Linked DNA regions of Danio rerio: region 2 is linked to region 1. Evidence: chromatin contacts called from public Micro-C data. All regions are on one chromosome and are shown on one strand. The core of a region is the stretch at or near the end of the contact, and the rest is flanking DNA. Distances in the headings are between cores, read along the strand shown. Region 1 holds the start of adpgk (ADP-dependent glucokinase). Region 2 holds the start of plex9.2 (PML-like exon 9.2).

What was found. A called contact is a pair of places that touch in the nucleus more often than the background predicts.
Region 2: a contact with region 1 is called in a Micro-C map of caudal fin, with 3 times the contacts expected there. The contact joins the promoter of plex9.2 here to the promoter of adpgk in region 1. A contact is called at or near these places in 1 of 18 Hi-C or Micro-C datasets (caudal fin) and 1 of 4 datasets of contacts at active chromatin or transcription factors (embryo).

The regions. Positions count from the first base shown.
Region 1 is chr25:3,283,433-3,289,830 of GRCz12tu, reverse strand. It overlaps adpgk (ADP-dependent glucokinase), which reads left to right and starts at 1,893. Exons shown (of 8, transcript NM_001079965.2): 1 at 1,893-2,005; 2 at 4,207-4,481. The coding sequence starts at 4,249.
Region 2 is chr25:3,630,870-3,637,110 of GRCz12tu, reverse strand. It overlaps plex9.2 (PML-like exon 9.2), which reads left to right and starts at 1,439. Exons shown (of 3, transcript NM_001386655.1): 1 at 1,439-1,552; 2 at 2,458-2,704. The coding sequence starts at 1,486. fth1b (ferritin, heavy polypeptide 1b) reads right to left here and starts at 1,034. Exons shown (of 5, transcript NM_001004562.1): 1 at 816-1,034.

The DNA of each region.
Region 1 (6,398 bases), core at 644-3,143:
TGTGGAGACACCTCATAAATAAAGGGATGAAAATGAATGAATATTACACACACATGTCTATTTAAACCAAAACTTTCTATTGATATTTAGTTTTGAACTGTAATTCAATAGAATAGAAACATTTGTGATCATGTGACTCTGAGACGTTCAGCTTTTATCACATGATTAAATTACATTTTAAGTTATATTCTCTTACTTAATGCAATACTTTATCTAGAAATAATATTTCAGTATTATTACTCAAATAAATGCAGTATTGCTGAGCAGAAGAGACTACTTTATGCGTTAACAATTAAAATTTTTTGGCTTTAAGAAAATGTTCTTTTTTCAATTTTATTCAAAAGAAAACAGCGAAAAATAAAGTGTTTAGTGTTTTTTTGTTACACATTTTCAATTTATGTCTTTAGATTTCAATATTTTTATTTATTTATTCTTTTAAAGGTCATACTTCACTTTATTCCAAACTTTAGTCGATATAAACTTTATTTATTCTTATCTATATTCTAAATTTTTTACTGAGTGATTTGTTCACACATTTTGGCAAAAAATGCATTCTACTTTTTTTTCTGGCTGCAGGATTTTCTGAATAATTAAATAAATAGTAAATAGTTTTAAAAAGTTTTTAAACAGTAATATAATATAACAGTTTTTATATTAGTTTTTTAAGTAATATAATAGTTTTTAAAGTAATATAATATAACATAATATAACATAATATTGGACTGCTAGTTACCTACTACCTCCCTGTATAGGTCTCATACTCAATTCCTGGAGGGCCGCAGCTCTACACAGTTTTGCCCCAACCCTAATCAAACACAGCTGATCTAGTCGTGTCAAGTAGTTTTGAACACATTGATTAGTTGAATCAGCTGTGTTTGATTAGAATTGGAGCAAAACTGTGCAGAGCTGCGGTCCTCCTGGAATTGAGTTTGAGACCCATGCTGTATAGTATTAAGACACTGTCACTTTATCATATTTACAAGCTTTTTGCACTACTGTTTTGAATTGTACTGTAATTTTTGCACCATATCTAACACATTTAAATCTAGGGTTTCCACAGCGGAATTAACCGCCAACTTATCCAGCATGTTTTTTTTTACGCAGCGGATCTGTTTTTAATTCTTTTAATCATTTTTATTTTCTTGTTTCTTTTATTCTTGTTTATGTAAAGCACTTTGAATTACCATTGTGTATGAATTGTGCTATATAAATAGACTTGCCTTGCCTCTGGTTTGCACTCCTCGCCATGTGTAATTATTTTTACCACTTTTATTTTTTTCTTTGATTTTTTGACTATATTAGTAATTATATTTATTGTTATTTCTTTTTAAAACTCTACTTTCTGTATTAATATTATCTGTTGGGCACCTAGGGTCTGAGAGTAACGCTATTTCGATTTTCTGTATGTCCTGTAAATTTGACTTGGTAATACAACGTACTCGCGTATAACTACACACTATAATAAAATGTGGGTATTTTAAAAAAAGTATTAAACATAATACCTTATACACAATATACCTTTTGACTGCTGTGCTTTAATTATTTGCTCAGGGTGTGTTATAATATTTCAAAACTTGCTGAGCTCTGAGGATTTAGACGTGGCGCCGGGCAAAGATGATTTCCTTGCATCAGCAGATCCACTCTACGTCATGTTCCGGTTACGTCATGATCCTCGGTGGAGCTTTTGATTGGCTAGCGGGGTTCGCTTCAACCGCAATGTTGTCTAATTTCCTCAAAGCCAACAACAAACAAAACTGAAAACAAACTAAAGCGGTAAAAGTTGAAAATTACGCACATTTTAGAACGCAGTCAGTTATGTTGTTTTTTTGTAATGTGAGTTAACTTTCTGTTTCGTTTAATTAGCGATTAGCTCGTGCCTGTTACTAGGTTGTCAGTGACGGAGTGGATCGGCTAGTCACTTTCAGAGAGACTTTACTTCAGCAAGAGAACTGACACAACTCAACTTCTCCACATACACACACTCTCTGCAAATATCATCCTTCAGGTTAGTGATCTGCTATCTGTAGACGAGTGTTTCCTTTATATTATCATCAGGATGAAGTGTTTAATCCTCTTTACTGCTGTGTAAACTGATGGTTGATGTGCTATGTGGCTAGCTTATGTTAGCTCATTGATATCTCTCCAACATGTTACTCATGATTAATGTAAATTACAGCTAAAATATCGTATTTAAGAGCTCGAATGATCGAGGTGATGAAGGTCAATGCGTGATTTAATTGGTCGCGTTGGTTTAATGTGCAGAAAATGTGTTAGCACTAGCCACCCACTGGTGTATTAATGGCTTAAGTTTCTTAATGATCAGCTTTAAATGTTATGTATCTGTCAAACACATCTCTCTTAGCTGATATACGTTATATATGGAGAGAGAGAGAGATGTGTGTGTGCACATGCATAGCTACAGCAGTGTTATTAATAGACTTGCTTTGCACTGGTTTTTCAGTGATAAATCTAAAATCTACTTCCTGTGTGACATGCTCGGTGCACAGATAACATGGTATAATAGTCATAACACACGTCGTTTGACTGTCGTGAGAAACATGATAAAGCTGCAGCATTTCTAAAACATGCAATTACATTGGTATCATGTCGATAATGGCATGCTATTGCTACAGCATTGCATTTCCAAAGTACCATGGTATTACTATATAGTTTATGTCTTAAAAATGAATCAATTTCCTGGGTGGTGGCTAGTGTACTTGAAGCATGAATTAAATAAATGGTATTAACACTGTGAATATCAAAAACATATTTTAATCATGGTATATATCCAAAAAATTAGGTATAGCCATGATGCATAACCAAAAACAAACAACAAAAACACAACAACATAGCATCACCATGGAACAAGTCTATAAACATTGGTTTATATATATATCCAAAAAAAAAACAACACACTTCCAAAAAATATGGTATGAGCATGTCCAAAAAATGCCATATTACCATGCCGTTCTTAAAAACATGATATTAAATGTCCAAAAAAAGTTGTATTTCCATGGTGAGTTATAAAAAAATATATGGTATTACCATTATACATGCCCTCAAAAAATTTATTACTACGGTATGTTATAGAAAACATGGTATTACCATGACACATGTAGTGACACAAAAATGTTATATTACCCTGGCATGCTAACAAAAAAACATGGTATTAACATAGTAAATGTCCAAAAAATGTTGTTTCTCCATGTTTTTTTTAATGAAAAAAAACATGGTATTACAATAATACGTGCCCCCATAAAATGGTATTACCATGCTGTGTTATAAAAAACTTGGTATTCCCTTGATACATGTGCAAAAGACATTGTACTACCCTGCATGCTAACAAAAAACATGATATTACCATGATACTTGCCCCCCATATATAATATTACCATGCTATGTTATAAGAACATGCTATTACCATGATACATGTTTAAAAAAGTTGAACTACACTGGCATGCAAACAAAAAAAAAAACGGGGTATAAACATGGTAAATGTCCAAAAAATGTTGTATTCCCATGGTATGTTATTAAAAACATGGTATTACAATAATACGTGCCCCCATAAAATTGTATTACCATGCTATGTTATAAAAAACTTGGTATTACCATTATACATGTTCAAAAAACATTGTACTACCCTGGGATGCTAACAAAAAACATGGTATTACCATGATACTTGCCCCCCATAAATTATATTATCATGCTATGTTATAAAAAACATGTTATTATCATGATACATGTTAAAAAAAAGTTGTACTACACTGGCATGCTAAAAAAAACATGGTATAAACATGGTAAATGTGCAAAAAATGTTGTATTCCCATGGTATATTACAGAATAAAAAAATGTTATTACAATAATACATGCCCACATAAAATTGTATTGCCATGCTATGTTATAAAAAACTTGGTATTACCGTAATACATGTTTAAAAAAAGTTGTACTACACTGCCATGCTAACAAAAAAAACATGGGATAAACATGGTAAATGTCCAAAGAACACAATTCTACCATTGTATTTGTTAGAAAAAAGGTATTTCCATGGTATGACACATTTTATTAAAACATGGTATTACCATTGTATATGTCCAAAAGCTATTGGTATTTCCATAGTACGTGTCTAAATAAACCATTGTTATCCAGAAAATATTATTGAGAGCCAGTGACTGAACTGAGTATCTCTTCTGGTTGTGTGTCTGTCAGGTCCTCTGTGTGTGTGTGAGTGTGTGAGAGTGCGTGTCGGTCATGTGGAGGAAGGCTGTGCTGGTGGCGGTGTTGGCGCTGGGGATGGGTTATCTCTACCACACTGACCCAGAGCTGCCGGCCCGCATGCTCAGCTACGTCAGCCAATCACTGCCACCGATGGAGGCTGGTGGAGGATCAGAACCCCGCCCACCCACACTGGAGGAGGCCATCGCTCGCGCCTGGCAGACCCTCATCACGGCTCCAGCCCGCCGCTGGGGGAGAGTTGCAGTGGGGTGAGCAACTCGGAGAACACAACGCTTCAATTACATTATTACTTCACTACCAGAATGAAAAATCCCTGATAAGGCACTCACAACACATCCTCGTCATCCAAGATGTTCATTTCTCTTTGTCTTTCTAGTGTTAAAAACTATTCTAGGGCACCATCTGCTGTAAAAACTTGCATAGAGGGTATCTAAAAACTACCCTAGAGCACCGTCTGCAGTAAAAAAAAACTAGCCTACAGCGCCATCTGCTGTTAAAAACTAGCCTAGAGCACATTGTGCTGTTAAAAACTAGCCTAGAGCGCCGTCTGCTGTTAAAAACTACCCTAAAGCACAGTCTGCTGTTAAAAACTAGCCTAGAGCACCCTCTGCTGTTAAAAACTAGCCTAGAGCACAGTCTGCTGTTAAAAACTAGCCTAGAACGCCATCTGCTGTTAAAAACTAGCCTAGAGCGCCCTCTGCTGTTAAAAACTAGCCTAGAGCACAGTGTGCTGTTAAAAACTAGCCTAGAGCGCCGTCTGCTGTTAAAAACTACCCTAAAGCACAGTCTGCTGTTAAAAACTAGCCTAGAGCACCCTCTGCTGTTAAAAACTAGCCTAGAGCACCCTCTGCTGTTAAAAACTAGCCTAGAGCACAGTCTGCTGTTAAAAACTAGCCTAGAGCGCCGTCTGCTGTTAAAAACTACCCTAAAGCACAGTCTGCTGTTAAAAACTAGCCTAGAGCACCCTCTGCTGTTAAAAACTAGCCTAGAGCACCCTCTGCTGTTAAAAACTAGCCTAGAGCACAGTCTGCTGTTAAAAACTAGCCTAGAGCGCCATCTGCTGTTAAAAACTAGCCTAGAGCACATTGTGCTGTTAAAAACTAGCCTAGAGCGCCGTCTGCTGTTAAAAACTACCCTAAAGCACAGTCTGCTGTTAAAAACTAGCCTAGAGCACCCTCTGCTGTTAAAAACTAGCCTAGAGCACAGTCTGCTGTTAAAAACTAGCCTAGAACGCCATCTGCTGTTAAAAACTAGCCTAGAGCGCCCTCTGCTGTTAAAAACTAGCCTAGAGCACAGTGTGCTGTTAAAAACTAGCCTAGAGCGCCGTCTGCTGTTAAAAACTACCCTAAAGCACAGTCTGCTGTTAAAAACTAGCCTAGAACGCCATCTGCTGTTAAAAACTAGCCTAGAGCACCCTCTGCTGTTAAAAACTAGCCTAGAGCACAGTCTGCTGTTAAAAACTAGCCTAGAACGCCCTCTGCTGTTAAAAACTAGCCTAGAGCGCTGTCTGCTGTTAAAAACTAGCCTAGAACGCTGTCTTGCTGTAAAAAAAACTAGCCTAGAGCACCATCTGCTGTTAAAAACTAGCCTAGAGAGCTGTCTGCTGTTAAAAACTAGCCCAGAGCACCGTCTGCTGTTAAAACCTTGCCCAGAGCGCCTTCTGCGGTCAAAAACTAGCCCAGAGCGTCATCTGCTGCTAAAAACTAGCATAGAGCGCCATCTGCTGTTAAAAACTAGCATAGAGCGCCATCTGCTGTTAAAAACTAGCCTAGAGCATCATCTGCTGTTAAAAACTAGCCTAGAGCGCCGTCTCCTGCTAAAAACTAGCATAGAGTGCCATCTGCTGTTAAAAACTAGCCTAGAGCATCATCTGCTGTTAAAAACTAGCCTAGAGCGCCGTCTCCTGCTAAAAACTAGCATAGAGTGCCATCTGCTGTTAAAAACTAGCATAGAGAGCCGTCTGCTGTTAAAAACTAGTCTATAGCGTCGTCTGCAGTTTAAAAAGAAGTCTAGCGCACACTCTGCTGTTAAAAAACTAGCGTAGTGTGCTTTTAACAGTTAAAAATGAGCCTAGCATGCTCTCTGCTGTTAAAAACTAGCCAAGAGAGCATCTAAAACCCAGCATAGAGCGCCGTTTACTGTTAAAACTAGCTTTGAACACTGTC
Region 2 (6,241 bases), core at 190-2,689, 350 kb before region 1:
TTTTCAGGTCCCATAACTCTGTGGTCAGTTGTTCTGGAAAATATAAACAAAAGTTTCAATATAATGTTAACGTGTACTTTCTATGCGAATTTATGTTTTGAGTTTTTACTGCAAATGTCACATCCATAACGCTGGAATTGCTCATATATATATATATATATATATATATATATATATATATATATATATATATATAAATATATACACACACACACACACACACACACACACACACACACACACAAATATGTGTGTGTGTGTGCTCAGCATAATAAGTACAGCTGGTTTAAAAAATTGTTTCCATTTCTTAGTGAATATAGGCGATGTATTTTGGTGCATTTAAACAAAACAGATTTATTAAACAGATATATTTAAAATATAATATTTTAGTCGCCAAACATATTTAAAAACTAAAAGATAATGCAATCAAATTCAAGATATATATTAAATAAAAAGTACAAACTACAAAATTTTAGCTCAATTTTTCTATTTCTTTGCTTCTCTTGATTTTTCCTTTTATTAAATTTGTATCTAATATTTTTTTCTAATATTTAAATTTGGCTGTACTAGTTTTTGGAGCGGTATTGTAAGTTATTTTGTTAGATGAGCTCCAGATTTGGCTTCAGTACTGACTAATCTAATGTACATGCTCAAATATAATATTGTAGAGCTATTAAACATATGAATTTAAAAGAGAGATTTGTGAAAGGTGTATTTATATATGTGATATAGATCTCACAATGCAATAATACCACAATGTAAGAATATATAATAATTCCTATTTGTTTAATATAACGTTAGATTGATGCACTTACCCTGAGTTAATATGAGCAGTCCTTGGCAAATGGCAAATGTAGGGCAACCCGCAATCTGTTCTTCTAGGTTAAAATAAACGCGACAGATCCACAACTGCAGACTGACACACAGGCAGACACTAATAAACAGAGTCTGGCTGCAGTGTGTTTAATAAAGAGTCGTGAATTATAGGCTTGTTGACATAAACATGCACACGCGCGCGTTATTCTGCCCCATAAATAAACCCCGAATAAGGCCACTTTTCAAAATAAAAGTCCTAAACTTTTAAAAAATAAATATATATTCAAAAATGACTTTATAAAAAGCACAAAATTGATTTTAATAATACTAAAAAATGTTAATCTACTCAAAAATACGCGGTAAGTATTTTTAAAGCACACGGGGTTTCTGAGTTATTCTAACCCACTTGATGTCGCTGTTTAATATAGAAGAGCCTGTAATATAAATATTAATAACATGTTACTAAAAGCGTCCAATCACTGAACATTATTAAGACTTTTGGTTACGCCCTCGTGTAAATCATTCGCTACTAGACAAAACACCAGCTTGGTCACGTCTGTTTTTTATCCAATCAGCTTGGACTGTTTGCTTACGTCCCATCAGAACGTCATTAATATTCATAAGCAAAACCTTCACAAAGCGAGTGGTGGAAAGTTTGAAAAGACAGAAATGGTAGACTGTAGCCCTCTGCATTCTCCACCTACTGTGTTTTTTGATTTAGAGACGACAGGCCTGGGTATGTGAATTTACTCCAAGTTCTCGTTAAATATGTGAAAATATGTCGAGTTTTGTACGAATGAAGCAGTCGTGTTTACCTTAGCTCAGCGTTTTGACAACATAAGATGTGTACAGCCGATACATCGTGTTTAGGCACCATTTTGTTAAATTCCAGGCTATACATGTGCATTTAAGTTGTTAAAATGTTGAAACATTACAATAGATAGATATAATTCCGAAAAAATAAAAAAAAGAGTAAAAAAAACTTTTTGACGGCAAATATTAATAATTTGTGCACAAACAGTCTCGTCTATGATCTTTCTCGTTTTAAATGATCTTATAATATATTGTTATTTGTTATATATATATATATATATATTTTATATATATATAATATATATATATATATATATATATATATATATATTTATATATATATATATATATATATATATATATATATAAAAAATATATATATATATATATATATATATATATATATATATATATTTATATATATATAAAAATATATATATATATATTTATTTATATATATATATATTTATTTATATATATATATATATATATATATATATATATATATATAATATATATATATATATATATATATATATTTATATATAATATATATATATATATTTATATATAATATATATATATATATATATATATATATATAATATATATATATATATTTATATATAATATATATATATTTATATATATATATATATATATATATATATATATATATATATATATATATATATATATATAAATTGGCTATTTTATTGTTTAGTTCTATATAGTTGATATATTTTTATTCTAAATCATGTTGTAATAAAGTTATTAATGTGTTTATTTAATTTGTTAATGAACTCTTGATATATTCTCCTCCTCCAGACTCCTCGTGTGAAATCGTCCAGCTGGCTGCGGTGAGCGGAGGTCACACTTTTAACCTCTTCATGGTTCCCCGTCGGCCGTTCCAGCGCGGAGCCTCCAGAATCACAGGCTTTAGTGTAAAACATCAGCGTCTCTTCCTGCACCGCCGGCCTCTGCTCACCAGCTCCCTCAAAGAAGCCCTGCTGTCCTTCATCAGCTTCCTGCGCATGCTGGATCACCCGCTGCTCCTCGGACACAACATACGCAGGTACAGATCAAACTAGCTTGTTGAAATAGTCATCATCTACATCTATTGCAGTGTCGTTTTATAGATGAAGTTCCAATTGCCTTGTCTTTGGTCTTGTTTTGCATGCTTAATTGTACATTCTGCACAGATTATTATTATATGGAGTAGGGCTGCATGATATTGGGAACATCTGACAATGCAATATTTAGTTTTTCTGCGATTATATATTTTGATATGAATATAACTTGTTCACCAGATGACTTGAATAGCTCAATTTGTTAAAGGGCCATGAAACCCCCTGGTTTCAGCAGGGTGTTTTCACACCTCTTCTTTGGAAAAAGTCAGAAAAGTGGGCGTGTCCAGCTCTGTTTAGGGGGAGTGTCGGAGAAAGAAAAGAGGCATGGTGTGGGAGTGTCTATTTGTGCGCGCTGACTTTAAGAGTCAAAACACACACACACACATACACACACACACACACACAGGGGAGAAAGGGACTGTGTTTACATAGATATCTGTAGTCGAGCGTGTGTTATTCCGGTCACAAAATGCGGTGAAAATCCTACACGAGGTTAAAGTTTGGTTGTGGTGCTAACATGTTTACACTCGGTGCTATAGTTTGTTCGATACGAACAAACTGAATAAACAAAGAGCGCTGGTCGCTCACTTACCAAATCTGTAGAGACAGGACAATCACCAGCAACTAGAGCCGCGTCTTTATTAAGAGGAGACTACAAGCGAATCCGGATCTCAGCGTTTGCAGATGAGAACAGCTCTCAGGTAAACAATAATCCTCCTTGGACACGCAAGTTATTGTTGTCGAGCGTCGCGTACACTGTTAATCCACACGTGACTCCAGCTGAGCTCTCACAGAGAGAAAATGAAAACAAAACTTAACTGCAGTAAACTATAAAAGCAACACTTCACGCTTGTTTTGCCAATACAACGTGGCGTCTCTGTCGTCTAAACACTGTGACAGTAATGAATATTAATGAAGTTGCACAATAGAGCGCGCTGATTGGTTTAAACCAAGCTTTACTCATGCATTAATGCAGCACACTGTAAGATGTAATAAGACACACTCTGGCACAGACGTCCAGTCTGCACGCTGGAATACACGCTATTATGTCATGACCGTGACGCAGCTTCAAAAATTCGTTTCAAACCGGAAGAACGAATTTGCTTGAAATAACGCAAAAACAACCAATTTACACTTTTTAGTGAAATATAGGTGTCCTAATAGTGTTTTTATCAGTGTGGGACACGTATACGACTGTCAACAGCTCAAAAAAATGTGTTTCGTGACCCTTTAAGAACTTTGAATTTCATGTTGATTGGGATGACTTTGTAGTCTAGATAATCTGCATACATTTATTTTTGGGTAAGTCTAACTGTATTCGAGTGTAAGTTTAATAAGCAAATGTCAGAATAAAAATAGCATATTATTCATTAGATACAATATTAAATGCAATAAATTTTCATTGTTATAATTTCTGGTACACAAATGATTTAAATGCACTTGAATTCTTACAGTCGTAGACTTTAAAAACAAATCAAACAAGCGCTCTTTCACTGTATACGACAGGGGTGTCCAATCTGCTTGTTAAGTGTGACGTCACGCGGAGCGGCTTCCGGGTCCAAGCGCTCTATTTAACTGAATGGGGAGACTCATGAAATGGTAATAATAAACGTTTACAAAGCGATTTAATACTTTTGAAAATCACGATTGCAATATACATGTCCATGCCTAATATCTAGGCCCACACGGAATCTGCGCGTGCAGAAATCCGCAGATTTTCCACAGAATTCCGCAGATTTCTGCAGATTTTTAGCCAATTATTAATTCTGTTTGTTTACTTAAGTAAATGTGTAAATCTGAATTTCAGTTTTTATTTAGTAATTTATTACTTTTTATTTAATATATTAAGGTTTTAGTTATGATACTCCGCTGGATACTCCCAAAATAATTCCGCAGAAATCCGCAGATTTTTACCAAAATTCTCCGCAGAAATAGCAAAAAACGTCCGCAGATTCCGTCTGGCCCTACTAATATCATTTATTATATTATTATTATTTATTATATTATTTATTTATCTAAATGCAGCAAGCCAAGAGATTGTTGTGTACACTATGACTTTATGTAAAATTAACTTTAATGTGTGATAGGAATAAAAAGTGATCATAAACGGATGATTTCTCAACTCAAATGAGTGGCTTGGACCCGGAAATAGTATTACATACGTCACCAAAAAATCATCATCACTTAACAAGCGGATAGGGTTGTGTCGATAGACGATGCCATCCTCCATCACCGATGGCCGACAAACTTCTACGATGCTGAGCCGGCATCGCGATCCATCGCCCCGCCCCACATTAATATCGACATATAACCTGTTATTTGCATGTCATCTTAATAGCAATGATGGTATTTTCATGAGCTGTGTTAAATGTTACATATAGCTGCCGCTTGCACGGCTGACAGCATCATGAGGATTAAATGAAGCATTATACAGCACCTCTTGTGCTTAAAATGTGGAGATTACACATACGCAGACTTTACAGTGAATGGCTTTAGTCATTTTCATAGCGAACTTGGAGACACTGGAAGTCTTTTATCCACTCTTGGAAAAGTGTGAATGGGGGATTAACATTCAGCACATGATCACTAATAAGATGTGCCATTATTAGTAACTGCAGGTAAATCTGTCATTGTTATTTTTATTCTCTCATCTTCAGCGCTTCACATTTTCACGGTTGTAGCTCCTGTCATCTGAAGGCAGAAGGCATTGGTTGAGTGATTGACAGATCACTGTCAATTCCACTGATTGGAATGATTCACCAATCATTAGAAAAGCCATTAGAACAGGGGTGTCAAACTCAATTCCTGGAGGGTCGAAGCCCTGCACAGTTTAGTTCCAACCCTGCTCCAACACACTTACCTGTAGGTTTCAAACAAGCCCGAAGGACTCAATTAGTTTGATCAGGTGTGTTTAATTAGGGTTGGAACTAAACTGTGCAGAGCTGCGGCTCTTTTGGAACTGAGTTTGACACCTGTGCATTACAACGACACAGATCAAGGTGCCCTATTCATGCCAGAGTCCCGCGGAAAAAAGGGGATTGACAGGTGGTCATTTGTTTGTAAGTTTATTTATTTATGGTTTGGTTATGGGTAAAGCAAAGACCATGTGGGTCAGGTAGTGAAAACGGTAGGCTACAATTAATTAATTCTTTATGAATTAATTGATACTTAACAACGACCCCCGCCTACGACGACAATGGCATCGTCCATCGCGATGTTTCATATTAGACATCGCCCAACCCTAGTGTCCAAACTCAGTCCTGGAGGGCCGGTGTCCTGCAGATTTTAGTTCCAACGTGCCTCATCACACCTGCAAGGATGTTTCTAGAAAGCCTAGTAAGAGCTTGATTAGCTTGCCCAGGTGTGTCTGATTAGGATTGGAATTAAACTTTGCAGGACACAGGCCCTCCAAGACCGAGCTTGGACATGCCTGGTATAATGGTTAAACTTCACAATCACACAATTCTTTTTGCATTGCCCCT